Regions from separate parts of the Mus musculus genome. Here all the other regions are linked to region 4. The links are chromatin contacts, called in public promoter capture Hi-C maps. All regions are on one chromosome and are shown on one strand. The core of a region is the stretch at or near the end of the contact, and the rest is flanking DNA. Distances in the headings are between cores, read along the strand shown.

Evidence for each region. Promoter capture Hi-C pulls out the DNA fragments that hold promoters and counts their contacts.
Region 1: a promoter capture Hi-C map of the 3T3-L1 cell line shows a contact between it and region 4, with 4 times the contacts expected there. The contact joins the promoter of Unc119 here to the promoter of Ywhae in region 4. A contact is called at or near these places in 2 of 39 promoter capture datasets (the 3T3-L1 cell line and pre-B cells).
Region 2: a contact with region 4 is called in a promoter capture Hi-C map of cranial neural crest. The contact joins the promoter of Eral1 here to the promoter of Ywhae in region 4.
Region 3: a contact with region 4 is called in a promoter capture Hi-C map of hippocampal neurons, with 2.6 times the contacts expected there. The contact joins the promoter of Sarm1 here to the promoter of Ywhae in region 4.

Annotation. Positions count from the first base shown.
Region 1 is chr11:78,342,234-78,344,997 of GRCm38.p6, reverse strand. It overlaps Unc119 (unc-119 lipid binding chaperone), which reads right to left and starts at 1,503. Exons shown (of 5, transcript NM_011676.3): 1 at 1,212-1,503. The coding sequence starts at 1,431. It overlaps Pigs (phosphatidylinositol glycan anchor biosynthesis, class S), which reads right to left. Exons shown (of 12, transcript NM_201406.1): 12 at 2,222-2,764.
Region 2 is chr11:78,078,984-78,081,683 of GRCm38.p6, reverse strand. Eral1 (Era (G-protein)-like 1 (E. coli)) reads left to right here and starts at 1,301. Exons shown (of 10, transcript NM_022313.2): 1 at 1,301-1,607. The coding sequence starts at 1,325.
Region 3 is chr11:78,496,379-78,499,078 of GRCm38.p6, reverse strand. It overlaps Sarm1 (sterile alpha and HEAT/Armadillo motif containing 1), which reads left to right and starts at 1,325. Exons shown (of 9, transcript NM_172795.3): 1 at 1,325-2,090. The coding sequence starts at 1,621.
Region 4 is chr11:75,731,440-75,734,139 of GRCm38.p6, reverse strand. It overlaps Ywhae (tyrosine 3-monooxygenase/tryptophan 5-monooxygenase activation protein, epsilon polypeptide), which reads right to left and starts at 1,253. Exons shown (of 6, transcript NM_009536.4): 1 at 1,049-1,253. The coding sequence starts at 1,112.

The DNA.
Region 1 (2,764 bases), core at 254-2,753, 2.6 Mb before region 4:
CCTGGTCCCCTCCACAGCTGTCTGGGAGCCCTGGGCTCTGCTGCTCCTGAGGCTAGCGGGTTTATTTCCACACTAGCACCCGTGTCCATCCCAGAGAAGGGAAGTCTAAGCTCACAAGTGGAGCCGGAGCAGGTTGCTGGTGACCTACCCATTCCAAGGCAACCCGCCACTGTCTCTCCAAATACCTTCCATTCCTCAAGGCTCAGCCAACCTTTTGCCAGAAGACTCTCTAGTCCTTGTGCACTGTCTGTAGCGGTGCCTGCCTTGGCCCTGAACGATCACTTATCTGCCTGCAGGCAGCCACTCTGAACAGTCCTATGTAGCTTCCAACACTGTTGATAAAGGAACCCTGTTGACAGCGTGCACAGCATGCCAAACATTGTCCAAAATCAGAAGACTGGCTTTATTTTTCACAATAACCTTGAGGGAGGTAACATTGTTCTTGTTCCCATTTTACAGATGGGAAAAAAAAAAAAAAAAAAAAAAAAAAGCAAACATGCTCCTGCAAATGAAATTACATCCCCAAGGTCACACAGCCAATTTCCGGGCAAACTCTGGGACTCTAATCCAGGTAGCACAGCTCAGAAACTCAGTTTCAGTGGAGACTAGCCTTCCCTTGATGAGAGAGCCCTGGAAAAAGAACAAGTCCTGACTTGGGGGGAGGGGGGTCACGCACTTGCTTCCATCACAGGGCCCACAGCCAACAGACGGAAGCACCCGTATCAGCAATGTTCCTGGGCAGAGTATGGCCTCAGCCTTCCTCGGGGAAGCAGAGTGAGGGCTATAACGGTCGGTCAGGGAGCCTGAAGGTTTTCCTTGCCTCCACCTAGCCTGATGTGGCCACTGAAGACAGCCTGCAATGAGGCACACTCCTCTGTGCGAGCACCCTCAAAGGGTTCCGAAGACTCCACTGGGGAAAGGGTTACAGATGCAGCTGCTGCCCCACCTCCACCATGGGAAAAGGGGTGGGCCCCTTGAAAAAGAAGGAGTGGGGTGAAAAGAAGCCACTTCAAGGAGAGGAGGGGGCGCATCAAGAGACCAAGGGAAAGAGCACAGAGATTTCAGGCTTGGAGGCAAAGAGAGAGAGAGTAAGGGGATACAGAGGAGGGGCACTGCGTGGGGGAGGGGTGGGGGCTGGACTCTGAGCCTCGTGGGCCCCCTCCCGCGCTCTCCCTCCAGCCCGCGGGTGGCGCTCCCTCGCCGGTGCTCACCACCCGTGATCCGCTGCAGCCCCAGCACATCCTCCGGCCCGATGGGCTGCTTGCCCTGCAGCGGCCCCAGCCTGGGCCCCGGGCCTGGCTCCGGCTCCGACTCGGACCCGGACTCAGCTTCCGCCCCAGGCTCCCGCGTGGGCTCCGCGCTCCGGTTCGAGGCCCCTGGAACGGGCTCCGCCCCCGACCCGGTCCCGCCGCCGCCTTTCTTCACCTTCATGGCCTCGCGGGGCCGCAGATCCTCGCCCGCTGCCACCGCCGCCGCTGCTTGCGCCGGCTGGAGCCAGGGGAAGGGGGAGCGTCCGCCGCCCCACCCCCGGCCGGGCCCCAGGTGCCGTCCCGCCTTGGTCACGCCCACGGGAGGCGGGTCACACATACCCCGCCCACCGCCTGGCGTCTCCAGCGGGGGAGCCAGAATCCTGGGGGTCCTTGTGAACTTTTTGACAATGTAGATTCTTTTTGACAATGTAGTTACCGAATACCTCTCCTCTTTCTCTCCTGGGTTCCAACCTCAAGGTCTTTCCCTGATACCTTTGTCCTGACTTCAGCCCAGGTCTCAACCCACCCAGTTCTAAAGTACTTCTTCTCAATTTCCAGCTAACCAGCCCTTTTTTTTTTGTAATACATTAAGTGAAATTCTTGCTTGTTCCCTGACCCTTCCTCCTCAAAGGTCAGCTCTATGAAAGCAGAGATGCTCTATACACTGTTCCTCGTAACACCCTAGCACTACCACACAGCTCCTTGCAGCCAGTACCCACCCAGTATTTTCCTTTGTTGAATTGAGTTGCTATCCCAGGGCTGTCACTGGCTCAAGCTACTCCCCACTAGAACTCCTGCTAAAAGCTGCTTCAGGCACCCTACAATCCGCAGGCACCCTACAACATGCAGGCAGCACAGCCCAGGTGTCGAGCCGTCCCCAGGATGCTCAGGACGGGAGGCAGGAAGAACACATGGTGAGCTAGAACAGGTCAGTCTGCTTCTCACACAAGAACGAGTTATGGTCATCCATATCAACTCATATTCAACCAACGTTTAATAACAGTCTAATGTATGTTTTTAAAGAGCCCAATATACAGAACACTTTTACAGGCTTATCACATTTAATCCAGCCCCTTTCTGAGGGTGACATCATCAGTGCTTTCCCACCAATGGAAACCTGAGGCTCAGGTGAGGAGCGAGGAGCGGCTTAGCTGATGCTCTCTAGTCTGTTAAGTGCAGAAGCCGGAGTCTGATTCAGGCCTGTTGGGTTCCAAGTCAGAAATGTTTTCTCCTGTTCCACACTACCTCTCTGAAAGGGTAGAGGGGAACCTTAGCCACAAGGTAGAAGATCCTAAGCCACTGCCTCCTAGACCAGGCTGTCCCCAGTGGGTGACGCCAGTCAAGAAGCTGAGGAAGGAGGGAGGTGGTCTCAGAAGTGGAGAGGACAGGGCTACAATTCAACTCAAGTACTCCCCTAAATTCACCTCTCAGTGCGTTTGTATGCTGTGCTGACAGGCTGCAAGGACAAAGTACCCCTGTCCAGAGGTAGGCACACAAAGGCTTTCAAGTTCGAG
Region 2 (2,700 bases), core at 52-2,551, 2.3 Mb before region 4:
TGAGCCACCATGTGGTTGCTGGGATTTGAACTCTGGACCTTCGGAAGAGCAGTCGGGTGCTCTTACCCACTGAGCCATCTCACCAGCCCCCCTTACCCGTTTTTTAAGACAAGTATTCATCCCAGGCTGGCCCTCAATATCCTCATCCTTTGGCCTCCACCTCCTAAATGTTGGGGTTACAGGAACGCTCCATCACATACAGCTACCTGCTTTTTTTTTTCTTCTGCTCATTTTCCTTCAGTAAGATTTAATCTCAGAGCCTCGAGATTTAATCTCGAAAAAAAAAAAAAGCTTTAATCTCAGAGAATAGATAGGAGTTGATATTTAGAGAGGTAAATACAGTCTGCTACTCAACAGGAATGTTTACCACAGAACCACCCTTTAACTGAGGTCTAGACACCAAAAAGGTGCAGACTTCACAAAGCAACCTGTGCTGACTAGTTTTATGATAACTTGACACAAGCTGGTGTCATCTCAGAGGACGGAACCTCGATTGAGAAATTGCCTCCATAAGATTGGGCTGTAGGCATTTTCTTAATTAACTGTTGATATGGGAGGCATTGTGAGTGGTGCCACACCTGGGCTGGTGTTCCTAAATGCTATAAGAAAGCAGGCTGAACAAACCATGAGGAGTAAGCCAGTAAGCAGCATCCCCCTCCACGGTCTCTGCATCTACTCCTGTCTCCAGGTTTCTGCTTGGTTTGAGCTCCTTCCTTGTCTCCCCTCAGTGGATTGTGAGTCTAGACATATAAGCCAAATAAAACCCATTCTTCCCCAAGTAGCTTTTGGTTATGGTGTTTCATCACAGCTATAGTAACCCTAAGACTGCCACGCCCAGCTAAAACACAGCAAAAGAGGAAATAAGAAAGGATCCTGCAGGGTTGAGGCTAGAAAGCACTTAAAAAAGAAAAAGAAAAAAATCTAGTGAAATGAAGCTTAGAGCCCGTTCCCATGCCCACGCCCACTCCTAGCAATAAGAGAGTTTCTCCTCTTAAGCCGCTAAGAGGAGCTTCTGCGGTATGGTGTCCCGAGGAATGTCATTAGGAAGACATGGTTTAAAAGCTCTTTACACAACTTTGGCAGGAGGAGAAATGATGTGTTTGGGAGTCCAAGACGACTGTTATACTCAGGCAGGAAACACAGCACAATTTTGCCTTTCCTTAGCCTTTGGATACCGTCTTTCCCTCCGCCTCCTAGGGTATCCCTTGTTGTAGAATGGAGATTCTGTTTGGGCCGATCTAGCTTTCTTCCACTCGTTGGTCCGTGGGCTTCTCGGTCCAATCGCGTCGCGCTTCTGATCGGTACCAGGGTGCATTGCGGCAAAATGGCTGCCCCCAGGCGGTACTGCGCTGGGCTCGTTCGGGCCTTGTTAGGGGCCCGACAGGTGGGTTCGCATGCAGGGAGGGAATGGCTTGCTCCGCCCGGCTGTCTTCTAGGTAACCAGGCGAGGTGCGTGTCCTGTGTCGTGGGCTCCACTTTCTCTGGTCCCCTCCTGGCCTCGGCCTCTAGTCGTTATGGTCAGGACTCCGCCTTGGACCGTATCCTTGGATTTTCTCAGCCTGACAGTTCGTTGGTTCCGAGCGTCCCCGCGGTGTCGGTGCACAGAGGTAAAGGGTCCAGCTATGTTAGTTACAGGTGTTTGGTTCTATGACATGTTTTGATGTGTAGCCCAAACCAGCTTGGAATTCGGATCTTCCCGCTGCAGCCTCTTAAGTGTTGGGATTACAGGTGTTGGCCATGACCGGCCTCTGATGGTTTTAGCAGTGGAAATCATGTATCGTAAGTAAAATCCCTCTGCCTCTAGAAATAGCAGTTTAACTTCTCATTTAATAAAAAATAAACCTGAGCCCAAGGAGAGGCGAGTGGAGAAGGCTGTCAAAGAGTTTGAAAGTGAGGGTCTGTGAAACAGACGAAGGCTCTTGTTGCTTGACAACCTGAGTTCAGTCCTTGGAACTCATATGGTGGAAACTGAGACCCAGACAGTTTTGCCCTAACTACCATAAGCTCCCACTGACACACAAATAAATAAATATAGCAACATAAAGAGTTTTAGGAATGTGAAGAACCTAGACCCTCTGTTGGTTACAGTCAGTCATTAGTCAAGGCAAAGTTGTCTCCCTCAGTCCTCAATGCCCAGCCTGTGTTTTTTTTTTCTCCCATACAGTTGTCATTTTGAAAAAGAAGTTATTCATAAATAGTTAATGTGATTCCATATTACATATGAAAAAAAAAAAAAACAAGAGACTTAGAGAGTTTAGGTAACCTAATGATCAAGTAAGCTCAAATGCCAAACTATTCTCAAAGTTAAGAATGGGTTGGCTTCTGCCAAGCCATTACCAGGTCCTCAAGTCCTCATCAAGCAGTATAGACCCAATACGTGGATCTTGAGCCCTATCTACTTGGTTTAATCCTAAATTAAGTCAGGCCTTATGGTGCATGCCTGTAGTCCCTACACTGAGGAGGTGGAGGTGGAAGATCTGGAGAAAAATTTCAGCTCTGACTGTGGTACCCTATGCTGCTATGAAGGTACTGCAAAATGTTTCAATCTCTCCTTATGATACTGCATTGCAAGTAACAGTGCCTAGTCTCCTACCAGACTGTAGTCCATGCTTCTTTCAGGGTGACATTGAGACAGAGTTTCACTCTAGACCAGGATAACCTGGAGCTCACTATCCCCAGCCTCCTGCATGTGGGGATTTC
Region 3 (2,700 bases), core at 76-2,575, 2.8 Mb before region 4:
AACACGCTTAGCTTAGCTGGGGAGGTGGAAAGAAAGCATGTGTTGTCACCCTCTGAGCCAGTCCCGTTAATCTCCCTGAGCCTTACTTTTTATAAAGTGGGACCATGGTGCCTTGCCTCATCAGGTGTTGAGAGATTCCGTGAGCTAGAACAGACAAAACGTTTCGTGCCTGGAGTAGCTTCCAACTCATTCCCATAAGCCGTTATCGATTTACTGTTTGATCAGGCTAGGTGCTTGTCCCATCCTACCCCCCGCTTCGAATCTGGATTTTTGGGGCAAGAAGGGGGGTTGGGGGAGAGCTGGCAAGCACTTTGGGGGAGGTTTTCTTTTCTTCTCATAAAAGAACAAAGCTTCATTTCTGGCCTCTCCTTGTTCTCTCTAAGCTGGGTGTTACAGCATAGGAAGTAGTGGGTCAGAGTCTATTCTTCTTTCTTTATTTTTTTTAGATTTATTTATTTTATGTTTTGTGTATAAGTGTCTGCTCACATGTGCATCTGTGCACCACATGCATGTCTTGTGTCTATGGAGGTCAGAAGAGGGCTTTGAATACCCTGGAACTGGAGTTTTGAACAGTTATGAGCTGCCGTGTGGATGCTGAGAATCAAACCCAGGTCCTCTGTAAGAACAAGTACTCTTAAAGGCTGAGCCATCTTTCCAGTCCCAGAGCCCATTCCTGAGGCTTTCACTAATCCATTGATCCTCGGGGGACCACCCTGGCCACACCTTCAATGACCTCATTTATTTTAAAAAAAAAATGGACTCATTGGGCATACTTTCTAGACTCACATACTAAGTGGGATTTCTCTATAAAGAAAGTGCTCACTGGGGTAGAGTGCCAGGTTTTGGGCCAAATTCCAAGCACTGGCACACTTCTGAAGCCCCTCCGTTTTCTGTTCTGTAATCACAGGCGAGCGTGCCTTTGGTGTCTCTTCTCTATGGACCGCAGTAGTCTCAGCGGCAAAATGAAACACTAAATTTTACTCCCTACAGACGCGTGAAGCCTAAGTGGAAACCGGCATTAAAGGGCTTTAAGAATCTCAACTGCGATTCTTTAACCATCCGGAGGGGACGTGGATACATGTAGCCAGCTTGCTTCCACATTTTGGGGAGCCGAGCGAGCGGTAGGAAATGGAAGACAGCTCTTTACAGCCCTTTCTACAGCATCTTGCACACCACCAAGGGGAGACTGGGGAGAGGAGGCGGAGCCAGGTGTGGGCGTGGCTGGAGACCTGGGGTAGGGCTTGCGCCTGCGTCGGGGGCGGAGCCCGTGAAACCTAGAGGCGGGGCGTCAAATCCTTGACTCTGCTGCTCAGAGGCGTGGTTGCTGTTGAGCATCTTAGCTCCGCTGTGCTTAGATTGGAGCAGCGCTTTGTTCCGGGCACCGGCGTCTCTACCCTCCCGCGTCTGGTCCATGCTTCTCTCTCCCTTCATGCCCTTCCTAAGTCGCTGAGTCCCGGAGCTGCCCTCCTCCTTCTGCTTCTACACTTGTAGCCCAGCACCTTTACCGGATCCTGTTTGCTTTTTTTTTTTTTTTTTTTTTTCTTTCTCCTCCCAAGGCCGGGGTCTCTCTGCCAGGCCCCGCCCCTCTAGGCCTGGCATGTCCCCTGCTGCCCAGCGCCCATGGTCCTGACGCTGCTCTTCTCCGCCTACAAACTGTGCCGCTTCTTCACCATGTCAGGCCCACGGCCGGGCGCCGATCGGCTGACAGTGCCCGGACCGGATCGGAGTGGTGGCGCCAGCCCATGGTGGGCTGCGGGCGGTCGCGGGTCTCGCGAAGTGTCGCCCGGAGTGGGCACTGAGGTGCAAGGCGCCCTGGAGCGTTCGCTGCCTGAGCTGCAGCAGGCGCTGTCCGAGCTGAAACAGGCAAGCGCGGCGCGGGCTGTGGGCGCGGGTCTCGCCGAGGTCTTCCAGCTGGTAGAGGAAGCCTGGCTGCTGCCGGCCGTGGGCCGCGAGGTGGCCCAAGGTCTATGCGATGCTATACGTCTGGACGGTGGCCTCGACTTGCTGTTGCGGCTGCTTCAGGCACCGGAGCTAGAGACCCGTGTGCAGGCCGCGCGCTTGCTGGAGCAGATCCTGGTGGCTGAGAACCGGTGAGGGAGAGTGGGGTGAGGTGTGGGGTTGCCAGGGCAGTGAAGGTGGTTGGAGACGGTATCCCATTGCTGATTTTGCCCTAAGCCCATAATTCTCCCGTGCATCTGGGTGTCTTTCTGTGTTACCTTCTCACCAGGGCAGCCATGACCTTATTCTGCAGCGTCTGATCAGGAACAGAAAGTTTTTTGGTTTTTGTTTTGTTTTGTTTTGTTTTTGTTTTTGCTAGGACGAAATAGTAGGGGCAGAGAAAACTGAGGTATCTTTCCTTCCTATGGGAAACTGCTTGACTGCTTCTCCTTTGCCTACCTCCTGAGACCTCCTTTTGAACTATTATGAAGCCTTTGAAGGGCCCACTTTCCCGGTCTTCTGGTGCCAGAGCAAAACAGGCTGTCACACTAATTTTCACCAAAATCTCAGGCTCTCAGCTCAGAATTTTTAGAAGAGTCGCTTTCAGCACGCAGCCCTCACAAGTGTCACGACGTGTTTTCTCTGGCATTTTTGATCACCTTTGATATGTGGAAATTACACAACTGTCCAAAAAATGCACAAACAGAATGATTTGGGTTGGGAGACCCAAGGTAGGTTTCTGCTTGCTTAACCCCTCTCATC
Region 4 (2,700 bases), core at 4-2,503:
TCAACCCAAAGTGCTACTAAACATTATTTGAATTAACCATTTCTCAGCAGGTCTTTCCATACTTCATAATGACGAGTGTGAATAGTACAGTCGTCAATTTTACAAACGGGTAAACTGAGGCACTGACTCTGCAAAGGGAAATTCGTACTAAGGAATCCTGGCAAGCCTGGTCTCCTGTATTCTAGCCATCAGAACTCCGTGCCTATGAAGGATGGGGACAGAAGGGGGAAAAAAAAAACCCGCAGCAACTTTAGGATATCCTGGGTAAGAACAAACGGGGTAGGAGTGAGGTTCTGCACCTCCCCGGAAGAAGGCGAGGCTAAAAAGCCCCCCAAACTCTCAACTCCAAGGTGTGTCGGCCCAAAGGAAGAAATCCAATCGCAGCATCTCAGCTCGCCTCCACCCAAGGAGGGAGGCTCTGCAGTGATTTCCAAACACTCCACCCTCACCAGAAGACTCCTCTCCACCGCCGGCCCCGAGAAGCCGTCCGTTCCAGAGGCTTCTCCTTTGTGAGGCTCCACGGCCGCCGCCCCACACTGGGCCTCAGGGGAAAAGCCACCGCCCCCACCCGCCATATTTCCCCGAAAGGCGCCTAGCGCTACAGCTCCTCGATGCCGCCCTCTCCCGAGCGACCGGTACCGTTCCTCACATCGCCCCACCCAAGTGTCCTCCTCCACACCCCGCCGCGGTTCCCGAGGGCTCCCGTGGGGATCGCACGCCGGGAGCCGGCACCCGCCATCTCCTCCCCCCTCCCCCGCCCGGGGACTCGCCCTCCCCCTCCAGCCGCCATTTTACAACCAACTCCTCCACCCTCCGCCCCGGCCTGCTGGCGGGCGAGCGCCTGCAAGCTAAGGACACCGGAGGGGTCAAATCCCTAGGCCCGGGGACTCCCACCGCGCCGGGAGCCCGCAGGCCTCGGCCTGCTTCCCGACCCACGTCCCAAGCCGGGCTCCGAGACGGCTCCGCCATTTTGTCTCCGGTTCCCGGCCTCTGTGGGCGGCGGCGGAGGGTCCGAGACTTCCAGCCCCCCGACACCCCCCCGACTCACCGTCGTATCGCTCGGCCTGCTCTGCCAGCTTCGCCTGGTACACCAGATCCTCCCGATCATCCATTGCGGCAGCGGCTCCGGCAGGGTCTGCGCGACGGATGGAAGCGGATAGCGTCTCCGACTCTCTCAGCTTCTCGCTCCGCGTCCGAGCAGGAAAAATGGCGGCGCCTCAATCCGGGACTTCCGCCTGCGCACGCGGACAACTGCTCAGCTCTATGGCAACCGCTCCCTGGCAACTGGCGCGGGGGGGGGGGGGGGCGGATCCCGGAGTTCGGCGCCAGAAAAGGCTGGAACCAGCGCGACAGACGCCCCTCCTCCGTCGGCACAGCGGGCGGCCCTGTGGCGAGGCGGGAACTGCGACTGCGACGGAGAACGGCCCCTGGAGCGGCTGGAGGCGAGGTCGGCCTAGACTGCGGGAGGGGAGTTAGCCAGAAGCCCGTGCGGGGCGACCGCGGGCTGGCCTGTGGGGGACAGAGCGACAGGCTTGATGGGTTCTTGCTACGGCAGGCCTTCCTCGTTGAAGATCAACCGGCCCTGTGCATTCTAGCACATTTTTCTCATCCAATTTAAAGAATTGACAAGGACAAGAAGGGAAAGCTCGAGTTTTCACGCATCATCATCTCCCTTGCTTCCATACTTTAAGCATTTTCTTCTCCCCTCCAGCCATATTTTATCTCTTTGGCCTATCGTAGATAGGACTTTTGTTTAAAATCTCTGGTTTTGCTTCAAGCATAGGTGAGTGTGTTTAATTCCAACACTAGTGAGGTAGAGGCGCAAGGATCGAGTTTGGATCAAGTCCCATCTACAAAGCAAATTCCAGGTCAGCCAGGGCTACATTGTGAAACCCCCATCTCAAAAAAAAAAAAAAGGAAAGAAAGAAAAAAGAAAAAGTGGTCAATCTCAGCTAGTTAAGGGAAACCCTCACTCGAGGGAAAAAGGAGACATAGTGGCTTGCCTCACTTGGAGTGCAAGGTGCACCTGAGGTGTGTAAGGGCAAATTGACATTGATGAGTTAGAAATAAATAATCCTCCATGGGGATTGCTTCACTTGCAATGGCCACGCCTAGTCTGCTTCCTTATGGATTTTCAACATCTTATACTCAATATCAGCTTGCTGCTGAGCCATGCAGAAAAAGGGCCTCAAAATGAGTGTGAAATCAAAAGGTTGGGATCAAGGCCTGAGGTCACACGCCCAGAGGTTTGCATCTTAGTCTGTGAACGGACAGGAATTGTTTTGTCCAAACGCTGGAGACTGACCCCCACAGCTTCCACCGTGTGTTTTGCCACTGAGTTATAGTCCTATCTGGGCAAGCTGTTTTGATGATTCTGAGTGGAAGGTGACATCGTCATAATTGTACTTAAGAAAAGTATTCCGTACTTACTGAAGCGGTGGTTCACGCCTGTAATTCCAGCACTGTGGAAGCAGAGACAAGGATTGCCACAAGTTCCAGGCCATCCTGGACTAAAAATACCCTACCTCGAAACACAAACACAAAAAGAAAGGAGCTGGTGGTGAGAGTTTTGGTTTCTTCAAAAACCCAGCTATGGTCTGTGAATGTGTTTGCGTTTTAATCCCAGGCGTGGGATAAGAGGCGGCTTCGAAGCAGGTGACTAGGATTTACCTTGTGCACTAGCAGGGCTGTGGTCTTGCC